Regions from separate parts of the Rattus norvegicus genome. Here region 2 is linked to region 1. The links are chromatin contacts, called in public Hi-C maps. All regions are on one chromosome and are shown on one strand. Each heading gives the region's core, a stretch centred on a gene start, on an enhancer-like site or on the middle of the called end of the contact. The rest is flanking DNA. Distances are from core to core; before and after follow the strand shown.

Region 1 (6,418 bases), core at 2,617-5,116:
GGGGTCCATGGTGGTAGAGCAAAGGCATAGTGGTGGGAACAGCTGAGAGCTTACATCCTGAATCAGGAGGCACAGTGGACTCACTGAGGGTCGTGGAAGGCTTTTGAACCTCAAAGCCAGACCCACAACACAGTTCCTCCAACTGGGCCACATTCTCTGAGCCTTCCCAAACAGATCTACTAACTGCAGATCAAGTATTCAAACAGGAACCTCCGGAGGCCATTTTCACTCAAACTACCAGGAAGTGCTTCTCGAGTCACAAAGCATGATTAGCGCAGCTGCAGCAGCAGCCTTGAGCTCAGCTGACATTATCACGAAAGCAGAGATCACGCTGATTTTTATCTATCCTAGAATCCTTCGTGCCCAGTAGTGAGTGGCAGAGAAGACTTTTTAAATACGTGAACGAAGAAGCATTACTAATTGGTTCCTAATGATGTGGTTACATACATAGGCATGCTCTGATATATGCTGTCTGTCAACGTTACTCGATTGAAAAAAAAAAAAAAAGACAACTCCCACGGGCCTGGATGATACAAATCATCCTGCACTAAATTCAGATTGTAAAAAACTTCTCACCATTCATATTCTTGGCAAAATGTCTCTCACTCTTTTTTATCCAAGAAACACCAGGGAGAGAGATAGAGAGAGAGATAGAGATAGAGGAGAGAGAGAGAGAGAGAGAGAGAGAGAGAGAGAGAGAGAGAGAGAGAGAGAGAGAGAGAACCAGTGCAATCTATTTACTCCACTCTTTCTCTCCATGGCTTCCTCTATGTCTGCCTGCTGACTAAGTTTCTACTGGTCAAGTTGTCCCTGGAGAGCAGCTCCAAGTTTGTCTAGTATATGCATAATAGCACGAACCGCACTGAGTTCATAAGCAAGGCTTGTTGGCTCCAGAGGTCACCGAGTGCTAGCGATACCTACCTTTGTCCTCTCTCATTTCCCTGGTATCAGCTTACTACACTATCCACGGGGCCCAGCCATTTCCTTTCTTTATAAATTATGGAGAATTTCAGATGGTGAGACGATCGCCTAAGCACAGGGTCTGCCATAACCTCCTGCTTTAGAGACTAACAGAACTGCACAGTAGAAAGTTTGCAGGCTTCTGGTGTACTGGGCTGTGATCAGCGCTGTCCCTGAGTCACGAGGTTTAGAAAATAAGAACTTCCCAGCTGTTTTCTGTCGTTAATAAACCAGATGTGTTCTCTGGAATTCATGCCTCTGTGTGTCTTTTTTATCTTGCTCTGTTTTCTCTTTTTGCCTATGAAATTCCCTGCATTAGAATTTGCCATGATTTAAGTCATTCCGCCTTTCGGTTTTCATCTTTTATGTCTGAAAGTTGAATGCACACAATAGTTATGGCCAAATTCCACCCATACATTCTTCTGTCTCCGTCATTTCTTTCTCTTTACTACGCTCCCATTCTTAGCTTACTGACTTAATCCTTTCAAAACTCTGTCCTCTCTCCTGTAACTTTCAGTTGTTTTGGATTACTCCCAACCTAACGTTTGTTCCTCAGCAAATAAAGTACTTAAAGTAGAGGGTGGTATTCTTGAAGGCTAGAAAGTACACTTGTGTGGGCAGCAAGCTTACACAGAACAATGTGTAGGTTTGGCTGCCTTGATCTCTGAAGACTCGGGTGAAGGGTGTGTGGATCAGCAGCCTCAACTGCCATTCTCCAGACAAACGCCCTGTTGCTCTTCTCATAAAAATCCCTGCTGTTTCCTCTTTTCAAACCCTTTTCTCTGTTGTTATTTTTTTTTAATATTTGTTCTTCCCCAGCGCACCGTGTGTGTGTGTGTGTGTGTGTGTGTGTGTGTGTGTGTGTGTGTGTGTGTGTGTGTGACATAAACTACATGTAAAGCTGAAAAAACAATTAGCAGGAACCTGGAACCATACAGGTGGGTTCCAGGAATTTGCCTCAGATCTCCAGGTGGTGACAAACACCCTCACCTGTTGAGACATCTTACCAGCATAGCAGTGATCTTAGGGCTAACAGCTAAAGTATATTCTGATGTGGATGCAGAATAAAGAATGACAATTTTTAGTTGACTCTGTCTTCTTGCAGAGTCCCTATCCCCTCTGGGCTCTTCAATCCTTTCCCTAACTCTTCCTTAAGACTTTCCCACTGAATGTTTAGCTGTGGGTATCTGTATCTGTGTCAATCAGCTGCTTTGTGGAGGCTCTCAGAGAACAGTTATGCTAGGCTCCTGTCTATGGGCATAACAAAGTGTCATTGACAGTGTCAGGGATTGGTTCTTGCCTATGGGATGGGTCTCAAGTTGGGCCAGTTACTGGTTGGCCAATTCCTCGGTCTCTGTTTCATCTTCGTTCCTGCACTTCTTGAAGGCAGGACAAATTATGGGTTAAAGGTTTTTGGGGTGGGCTGGTGCCCTTATCCATCCACAGGGAGTCCTGCCTTGCTATAGAAGGTGACCACTTCAAGCTCCATATCCCCAACTGCTTGGAGACTCAGCTAGAGTCACCCTCATAGACACCATGGAGCCTTCCCCATCTCAGAGACTGAATCATCAGCCAAACAGCATGCATTTGCTAAACCTATGCCCCACCCTGCACATATGCAGCAGATGTGCAGCTTGGCTTTCATGTGGGTGATTCAACAACTGGAATAGGGGCTCCGTCTGACTCTTGCTTGTATGTGAATCCCGTACCAGTAACTAGACTGCCTTGTCTGGCCTCAGTGGAAAAGGATGTGCCTAATCTTTCAGTGAAGGTGGGGTGGGTTGGTACCTTGGGGGATCCTCTCCCTTCTCAGAGAAGAAGGGAAGGGGATGGATGAGGGACTGTGTGAAGGGAAACAGGGAGGAGGGGAACTTCAATCAAGATGTACAGTGAGTAAATTAATGGAAAAATAAAAACTGTTTAAAAATGACAATTTTTGTCACTAGGTGGCAGGATTTTACTATGGTCTTGATTCTCAGCCATGTTGGCAGGTAGAGAAAGAAATTTAAGTAAAAAGAATTGAAATTGCTATAGAAAATGACTCTATACCATACCACATATCGGTTCAACAGAATTTGGGTTTTGCTGCGAAAGTATGAGATTGCATTTGATGGAATACTTAGGTTCCTCATAAAACAGTCAAAAGTTTTCAAATTTCAGAAAAATCATTTCCAGACCCTGAAAAACACAACTAAAATGGATATGGATTTTATATCATGAATATGTTTACTTTCTGTAGGTTTCATGCTTTTTGTATATCTCTCCCTTATTTAATTCTACATTATCAAAGCATTTAGCATGGCATGGCAGAATTCATTGCAATTTGGTATTTTACTCTTTAAAGACTCATTGTGAACCTTGTAAGGGCCCTGGCTTCTGACCACAAAATGGCTTTCTATGAAGACACTCATCTACTTGTCAGAATTTGTTATTTTGTTAACAATGTCTTTATATATTAATACTTCAAGAAAGAAAATTCAGTGTAGGACAAAAGAGCGTCTCAAAAGTATTCTTTTCTGACAGAATAGTTCTTATTAGGTCTCTACTTTCTGTTTGGGGAACATCTTAATCTGAATCTCAGTCTCCTTTGTCTGCTTCATTTAAATGTTGTATTGAGAGAAATCCTTGTTTTTCATCTAACAAAACCCAATTGTCAGTCATTATCTGTAGTTCTAATCAGGAAACGCAGTTAAGTATTATTTTTAGACTTCTATTTGACCAAGGCATTATAGTGCTTCCATTTCTGTCTAGTTTGCCTGAAGAAAGGGTTGATTTCTCCATAAACAGCCTCCATTTTTTCGTTATTCATTGATCTTGTCTTCAACCCTCTGGATCATACCCTTACCCTTTTCCCTGGATCTTTTGCGCGTCATAAAGGCCTCTGTTGAAATCTGAATTCAACTCTTGCCTCAGCAGGTTTGGGTCAGGCTGTGTGGTTAATAATTAATTCCTTGCCTTAGATAAAGGTCAGTTAGATACTGTTTCGATTAGTGAGTCCCTCTGTAGTCTAAATTCCCTAGTATCATTGCTACTTCAAGCATATCCTAGGCCTCTTAACCTTCCTGTTGTCTGGGTAGTTCTTCCAGTGCAGACATTGTCTTGCTTTCATAAAAAATTCAGAGACTGAAACCTATTTTACAATAGAACAATGCAATAGAACAAAGCTTAGGTATGTGCTAACCCTTGCATCACCCAGCGGCACTCTCCTATATAAAGAGCAAGCTGGATGAGAATATTCCTGCCATGCTGATGCTTTTAGCAAGTCCTTGTCGGACAGTTATTTTTATGCCTGACATTCTGCAAAGTACTGAGAACACGCAGGTACAGGAGATGAGTATGACCTCAGAGTGAACAGCTAGTGTGAGGGAGAAATGAGTAAGCTGTGAAGACAGTTCAGAGAGGAGAGTTCAGATGGGAGATGCTCAAGATACCATGGGAATCCAGAGAACGGGAGGCTAATCAACACCTGGGTAATCAAGGAAAGTCTATAAATTACTGTTGCTGTGCAATAATAGGCCTTGGGAGTGATTTCACCTCCTAGTTATGCTCAAATGCCTTGTGGATCAGAGATTTGTGAAAAGCACATTGAGGTCAGTTCTCTGAGGCAGTGTCTGGGATCCCTGCCAGAAACACTCAAATGGCTGGGGAATGGAATTGTGGGAGGTGGCCCAACACACAAGTCTGGCACCTGGGCAGAGACTATCAGCTGCAGCACCTACACATGGCCTCTCCATAAGACCTGAGCTTCTTCACAACGTGAAAACTGAATCCATCGGCAGCTGAGGACTCCAAAGAATATGTTTAATGAGAGAGGTTGCAGCCATCTCTGGAAAACTCAATATGCTGCAAAATAGGTAGTGTGAAAGCTAGCTGCGCAAAACAGTAAGGTGTTGTGGAATATGTGGAGCTAAAGGATTTATAGAATCTACCTGCATGAAATAGAGGTGTTCCAGGCAGAAGGAATAAAACAGGTCCATTCCTCCAGTCTAGGGATGAATTGCAGGGAAGCAACTAGATGGAGCTCAGAATAACTGTTCTTCAAGTATGGGAGGAATTGGTAAGGGATGAGCCTAGACAGGAAGGTGGTAGTGGTGCCTAGGAAGCAGATCCTTTAGGCCAGGAGGAATCATCACAAGTCTTTACAGAAGACATTCAAGCTAAGGCCTGTGCTACACTAAAAATAATTGTTTTGGATGGACAGGAGAGTTGCCAAGATTAGACAGAAAAACAGTAAGCATAAGGCTAAAAGCCTGTTGAGAGGCTTATGATTAATTTCAAGTTTGAAGAGTGGGGAAGGGTCACCCTGGGGTTTGATAATTAGTGAGGAGGACTGACGGTATTCATCAATTATATTCAATTAATTCTTAAGGTTTGCAGCAACGAAAAGATACACATCAGTGGTTCTCAACCTGTGGGTCACAAACCCCCTTTCACAGACGTTACATATCAGATAGCCTGCATAACAAGTATTTACATTATGACTCATAATAGTAGCAAAATTATAGTTATAAAGTAACAACAAAATAATTTAATGGCTGAGAGCCATAACAACGTGAGGAAGTGTATTAAAGGGTCCTGTAGGAAAGTTGAGAATGACTGTTATAGCTCAAAACAAGCCCGTAGAAGAAAGTTAGGAATCAAGGGTCCAAATGAGCTCTAAACAATACCTTCCAGTGTTTACAAAGTAGTCATGGGCAGAGTGGTAAGTGGCTATGACATGACAATCCCTATAGATGCTGCCAACCAAGGAAGCACACGGAGCCCTCACTGTCTGGGATTTCCACTGAGGCCTGATCCTGTCGATGCAGTTGCTCATCTTCACAGCAGTCTCTCTGGAGACGGAACTGACAACATGACCAGTAGCTCTGTCATCCTTCACACTGATAGTTTATCTTCTGTGGCCCAGGTCTCCAAGGTACAAACACTTATCAGGGAGAACTGTCATTACAAGGAAATAGAGATTGGCTTCCACAAGCACAAAGTAAAGGTTCCATCTCTCTGGATTGAGAGCAGTTCTACTCTGGATAATAAGGAGATGGTTAGTGAATAGAGAGTGAAAATCAATTTGGTGGTGATCGAGAGCAGAGGTGCTGCTGGTAAGATAGGTACCTGGGTTGCAAGATGATGACCATGGGGAAGAAATGGGGTTGTTAACTCAGGTTTATGTCTTCAGATGAGAAGTCTACATCCGAGAATGTTAACTGACTTCAAAATGGTAGTGGTGGCCAAAGAAACCCACTGTCATCTGTGGAAGGAAGGGAACTGGTAGCAGAGCTAGGAGAATGACTGATGGGTAGACCCTGTAGTGGGATGGAGTTCCTAGAAAGTTCCTTCCCTGCCTGCCCTGCTCTGAGATGAGGAAATGACCTTGAAAGATCTCCTCCCACTTCTAGACGTTTTTGAGGAACTACTCTATATAGTATATCTAATAGAATTCAACCTTATTGGAGGCATTCCA
Region 2 (6,418 bases), core at 2,459-4,958, 240 kb after region 1:
TGTGTGTGTGTGTGTGTGTGTGTGTGTGTGTGTATTCCACATATATCCCTGAGGTAGATAGAGGGTAGGTCTAGGTAGGTAACAGAGTTAGAAAGATTCTAAGAGCCAAAGGTGGAAGATGACTCTAAGGAACTACATGTTCCAAACACAATTGGACTGCTACACATATGAACTCACAAAGTGTGCAACAGTGAAAAGTTCAAACTAACAAAAGCCAAGCACTGAGAAGGGGAGTGGACTCAAAGTCCTCCCCAACAAAGAAGCCATCTACAATTGATAGATGATGGGAAAGGAAAAGTGAGACTCTCCAATGGAGTCTCGCTTTGTACATCAATGGCATTTCAGGGCAGTCCCTGTGTCCAAGACTAGGCCGGCACAAAATGGACTCCATATGTTTTGTGACCTTTTTGATTTGGTTTGATATTTTCTGTCTTATTGGTTTTTGTCTTTTTGTTTTTGTTTGTTTTTTAACTTTAGCAATAAGGAGGAAGTACATGAATTTGTGTAGGTAGAAAGGTTGAGAGGATCTGGGAGGAACTGAAGGAGAAAAGAACATATATAATCGGAATATCAAAACATTTAAAATTTTTTAAGAGTAAAAATGCTCTCTGATCTAATTTAACAATCCCTTATGTTATAAATCAAAAGCATCAATCCATAAATTAATAAAGTTGATTTAAATCTATCATCTTGCTATTTGTTATTTGCTGTGCCTATTAAAACTACTTATTCATTCTTGATTTCTGCTAAATCAACCCAATAATTTTGAAGTTTCCTATTTCTCCTATTGATTTTTAATGCCTTTGTTTTAATATGAATATTGTTTTCAATAATGTTCATATTTATTTATAGCAATATGATCAAAGAGTTTTTGGCTTTCTGATACATTTCTATCATTTTTTGTCCCAATTCTCCCACCTCTGACTTTTGTAGTTGTTGCAAACTGGTCTCCATATCATTTTGACTCCTTCATATCATTCCTTGAGGAAGATTTTGCCTTCTGGAATTAAAATATCCCAAATTCATTTTGTACTTCTGACATTCACCAAAAGTATGCAGAAATAATTATATCTCCAAAGAGCCCTGTCACTAAAAGATAATATTAAAGAGCCAGGATCTGAGATCCAATTATAGTCCTTACAAATGTATTGTGATCTTCTCTATTCCAGGTTCAGCATTAAATATTCAAACAGCTGTAGGTTGAAAAATTTGCTAAAAAACCAAACAGTACCACCAACAACAAATAGGAGTCTGCCCAAACATGGCATTATTCCCTAGACAATGTAACACAATAACTTTTATCACAGGTAATACAAAATGACTTAAAAGGATAAACAAGTATTCATAAAGCAGAGACAAATACTACATTTATATCAGAAGCTTGAGACAGATTGGAGTATCCAAAGGTCTAGACCAGGGGACAAATACATTTGCATTTCTCTCAGCACTCCAGGGATCTTATAGCTCTATCCCTATATTCTCTTATCATTTTCAATAGAATTTACTCTTATTATCTTCATTGTAATCTGAGCTAGACTCCCTGTCATGTAGATCTCCCATCATTCCACTCTGCTGTTTGGTATTCATATCCTCCTCACCCTATGCCAAATCACTCCTCTTTGTGGAATACTGTTTCATCCCTTAAAACCCCATACTAGATACATTCACTCTGTTTACTCTTAAACTATTTAAAAATATATAAATACAAGTATAACTATAAAATTTTGAACTAATTATTAGTTTTACATTTTCATTTGGTTCTGACATTTTATATATCTTTTCTTTCCTATAAATTTCTGAAATAATTTTTAATTCATTTTTACCTCCTGATTACAAGTTTATTATCTCCTTAATCCTTTTCCCTCAAAATTTAATTTACATATACTTTAATGAACTTTCACAAATTAAAAGTACAATTAAAAAGATATGAGACAGTTGACACTGAAAATTAAAATAAAAAATCTAAAATGCTAATGACCAGAAGAGAAATACACATATGCCACATGACAAATGGTATAGTTCTAATAAAGAGCTCTTAATATTTGGAAAATAGTTCAGAGCAAAAATAATAATAATAAGTGGTCAAGGACTGGTGTTTAGCTCAGTAATGGAGCATTGGCTGGCATGTATTCTTATTAGATTGAGGGGACTGTGATCTTTTTTTTTTATCTTTATTAACTTGAGTATTTCTTATTTACATTTCGATTGTTATTCCCCTTCCCAGTTTCTGGGCCAACATCCCCCTTAACCTCTCCCCCTCCCCTTCTATGTGGGCTTACCTTGTAAAATACCAGATGGGGAAAGATGTTCAAAGTACTACTACCATTAACCCTATACTCTTGATAATGGATCTGATATCATTCCTTATTAGGTGCATTCTTCATGACTGTCGAAGAACATTGCAAAGTAGCATCTAGTATGTACATGCATGTACACATGTGCGAAGGGCCAGCCTCAGCTTACAGAGGAGTTCCTGTGAGAAGGGTGTTTGAGAGTGTCCAAAAAATGCTTCAATGTAGATCATGGGGTACAAGCTGATGTCCTGTGGTCTGCTCAATACAGCTTTCTCTGGAGAGCTCCAGGAAGCTCATCCAGATACCTCAGCTCTCACAGAACAAGGCCCAATCTTTTATTTACCTAACAATCAGTCATTTACTTCAGGTTCCCTTTTGATTATCCCACAAAGTGATTTCAGCCCTGGGAGTCTTAGAAAAAGACAGCAAGTACTTTTTTATAAATATAACATTGCAAATGAATTCAGAGATCTGCCAGCCTTTGTAAACATAACCAATGAATTTAGCTGGGTGGATCCCTTATTGAGATTACTGTTTGGACCATGCCTGTGTCTAAAGTTCCTCTGTTCCAGGCTGATCTTGAACTCAGGAATTTGCCTGCCTTTATATCTGGCTGTTTTTGTATCTTTCTGACAAGCTGGTTTATAGTGCAACTGTTACTGTTCTTTTAGGTCTGTGAAGCCCTTCATATAATTCATATTGCATCCTTATATTTTGCATAGTTGAGAAATTATATATTCTTGAACTCATGTTTTCAGAATTCTTCCCCACAGCCTTAAGGGCTATCCTGAATATTCTGGCATCTATCATTTTAGCTAAGGACATAGATACACCCTCAACTCCTAGACTTGCTATCTTTGATTATCATGGAGTCATTAACCTTGGCAGGGAGAATATTTCCTGAAGGGACATGAAGATATATCATATTAATACACAAACACACACACACACACATACACACACACAATACAAACAAGACTCCCAGTTCAACACTCAATGGAGGCCCACACTTTGCTGGCTTTGTCCCAGAGATGAGAACTATGTCACACCATCCCTTCTATGACCATGTAGGACTCAGCACATGTGTCTGTACAGAACCACATATTTTTCAGTTGAGGTGCTTAGAATGAGGAATTTACCCTTTAGAATACCCTGAAAGTTGAAATAAACCAGAGGTAGGCTGCAGATTTAATTAGATTGAGTTCTATTTCAGTTAGCCAAGTCCCTAACCTTCCATGCTTTAGCTGCTGAGAGACTGAGCAGTTTATTCTTTTCACTGTTGGAACTGGAAGAGTGAGTACCCAATTTTAGGTAATTTAGCTTCCTCCAGCAATGCAAACACTAGAATCCAAGCAACAGGAGAGTGTACAGAGCTGCATGGAATCTCTGCATACTAGGCTCTCCTCCACTGTGATTATCTTGCCAGTGTTCCAGAGAAAACCAAATACAGCTGGTGGTTCAAGCAGACATTTAGAAACCCATTTAACCATTTCAATTCTCAGAAATACTGGCAGTTACATTCTTCACACACACACACACACACACACACACACACACACACACACACACAGAGAGAGAGAGAGAGAGTGAGAGAGAGAGAGAGACAGAGAGACAGAGAGACAGAGAGACAGAGAGAGAGAAAGACAGAGAGAGACAGAGAGACAGAGAGAGAGAGAGAGAGAGACAGAGAGAGAGAGACAGAGAGAAATTATTTACACCTATGTTTGTTCGTTGCTATATGCCCCTGCTTACTGACAGAAATTCAACTCTCTGTCATTTACTTCACCCAAACTTGCTTGTACAAACTTCTCTGTAGTCAGTCCACTAAAGAGCGCACAGTAACGTCATCTGGAATTTCCCTTGCATTGATACTGGATTAAAGCCCTTCAGCAGCTCACATTCTGACTAGGAGTACAGGTCTATTTCACCATATTTTGTGAAAATTGACAATGTCATCAACTTATATTTCAATATAGTACACCCAATGACTCTTTTTCCCCTCCAGTTCACATCAAATTAACAAGGAAATAAAAACTGACTATACCATCAAGATGTAGGGAATGGGATGATCTATCATTAGACCTGAGGTTTATACATATCTAGACAATAAAAACAGAGGAGCATGAAGGGATATTTGAGAGAGAAGCAAACTGTAGTAGCTGAACAGCCGCCAAGAAATTTGAGAAAAATCAGTGACATTCAGCATAACTCTAGAAAGGCTCTAACACAGGGGTTCTCAACCTTTCTAATGCCGTGCTATAACCTTTAACACAGTTCCCCATGTTGTGGTGGCCCCCAACCATAAAACTATTGTGTGGCTACTTTATAGCTATAATTTTGCTATGCTTATGAATAGTCTGATGGTCTAAAGAGATCAATGAAGGGGTCTTCACCACCCCAAAGGGGTTGAGAACCACTGCCTAGTATCAGTGACTATTGATAAATTGAGGGAGGAATTAAGAAACGGGGTAAATAATTCAAGAGCAAGCTTAGGAAAGGGGATTCATAATTCTGTAGTTAATAAAGGTGTTTGTTTATATTAACCAATCACCTATCTCCTCTGTTCTCATAGCATTTTAAGCAAAATAACTACAGTAGTTCTAAGAAAGGTATTCATATTCACCTAACGGTTAAATCTTTTTTTTTCTTACCATGGGAGGGATCACCAAAACATACGAACTGAATTCCCATAATTTTACTTAAATTTAAAGCTCAGAGGCTATCACTTCTTATCATGGACCAGGAAACTGAAGCCATCGTTTTATATTCTTCTTTCTTAAATACCAACAGGCAGCCGTTGGTGTTCAGATGTTTGAAGAAGCTGGAACTGCAAATGGGAAAGGAATGACACCAATTCCAGGAGAAACACTGGAGAAATCCAATGAGACTTGCTTTTGTTGTTGTTGTTGTTGTTTTGAAATCTCAATTACTATTTAGAAAAGTCGAAGACACTAAATTCATACTGTAAAAAAGAAGTTGAAAGAGATCGTGGAAGTTAAAAATGGAGTTGGTAAGGAGAAAGTACCATGAGAAGTACTAGAAGATACTAGAAGATAAAGCCAAGGAAATCCTTCAAACTAAAGAACAACATCCAAAAGAACAGCTACCCTAAGCTCCACAGACCACTCCAGCAGCAGGGCATTAACCAAGTGAGTAGCCTGAAAATAAGTGAGAGAAAACATTACAATCGTCAGCTCTAAGAAGATACAGGTCTTCAAATGAAAAGGGCTTACTATGGGTTTCTCATAAAAACTGCTGAACTAGGTTAGATGAGGTGGATCCAAGCCTTAATCCCAGCACTCAGGAACTATAGGCCAGTGAATCTTTGGATCTCTAGGAATGTGACACCAGCACAGTGTCCTAGGGAGTTGCAGAAGTTAGGTTGAAGGAACCCTAGGGGATTTCGCCAGCCTCACACCCACCTGCCTCTGGTCAAGGCTAGACCCGATTCCAGCTTCCCACCTAGGCCAAGTTCCATTCGCAACCTGCGGTTCTTGGGAGGAGGAGGAACATTCTTGAAAAACCGCAGAATGTACTGACTGACAGTCACCTGACCCTCTGGTCCCAGAGAGTTCAAATGCATGTCATAATCTGCCCATGTTTGCTAGCCAATATATTCAAAGGTCAATATGCTTAGTCAATAAGTTTAAACTGTAACCTTGCTGGTGCAACCTGTACCCCTAAAGGGTATAAAAACTGCTTGTTACAGCCATTCACCACAAGGGGCTGGTTGAAGGTTGACCCCAACTCACTGAAAATATACCTCTTGTATTTGTATCTAACTCTATTCTCATGTCTCACTTGGGGAGGTCTCCCTGTTCTTAAGACTCATTTCCAGTCTCGCAAGGTAGGGCTATACAGTGAGACCCTGTATAAATAAATAAATAAATAAATAAATAAATAAATACCCACAAAAAGAATGACTAAATTACCTTTATCCTATAATGGTTGTTTCAGCAAGGGCTCAGAGACAATGAAACCAGTCCATAATGGACTGAAACCTTTTCATTCCGCCATTTAAATTTTGTGATATTTTGTTGCAATGATGGCAAAGTGACTAAACAAAAATTGGGCTTTACAAATACATAGGTTCCTGGCTGATCACAGAACAGTTGCTTTACATC

Evidence for each region. A called contact is a pair of places that touch in the nucleus more often than the background predicts.
Region 2: a Hi-C map of liver shows a contact between it and region 1, with 5 times the contacts expected there. The contact joins two enhancer-like sites. A contact is called at or near these places in 5 of 12 Hi-C or Micro-C datasets (the A7r5 cell line, Schwann cells, hepatocytes and 1 more).

What each region holds. Positions count from the first base shown.
Region 1 is chr4:42,542,380-42,548,797 of GRCr8, forward strand. No RefSeq gene overlaps it. Among named protein-coding and RNA genes, the nearest start is that of Tas2r7l, 9.9 kb to the left of the region's middle. Within about 2 kb of position 3,867, at least 7 of the 93 cell types and tissues checked have an H3K27ac peak or open chromatin away from gene starts, as enhancers often do. A contact at or near this core is called in hepatocytes and liver, where this site is marked.
Region 2 is chr4:42,784,108-42,790,525 of GRCr8, forward strand. No RefSeq gene overlaps it. Among named protein-coding and RNA genes, the nearest start is that of Tmem168, 38 kb to the right of the region's middle. Within about 2 kb of position 3,709, at least 3 of the 93 cell types and tissues checked have an H3K27ac peak or open chromatin away from gene starts, as enhancers often do. A contact at or near this core is called in hepatocytes and liver, where this site is marked.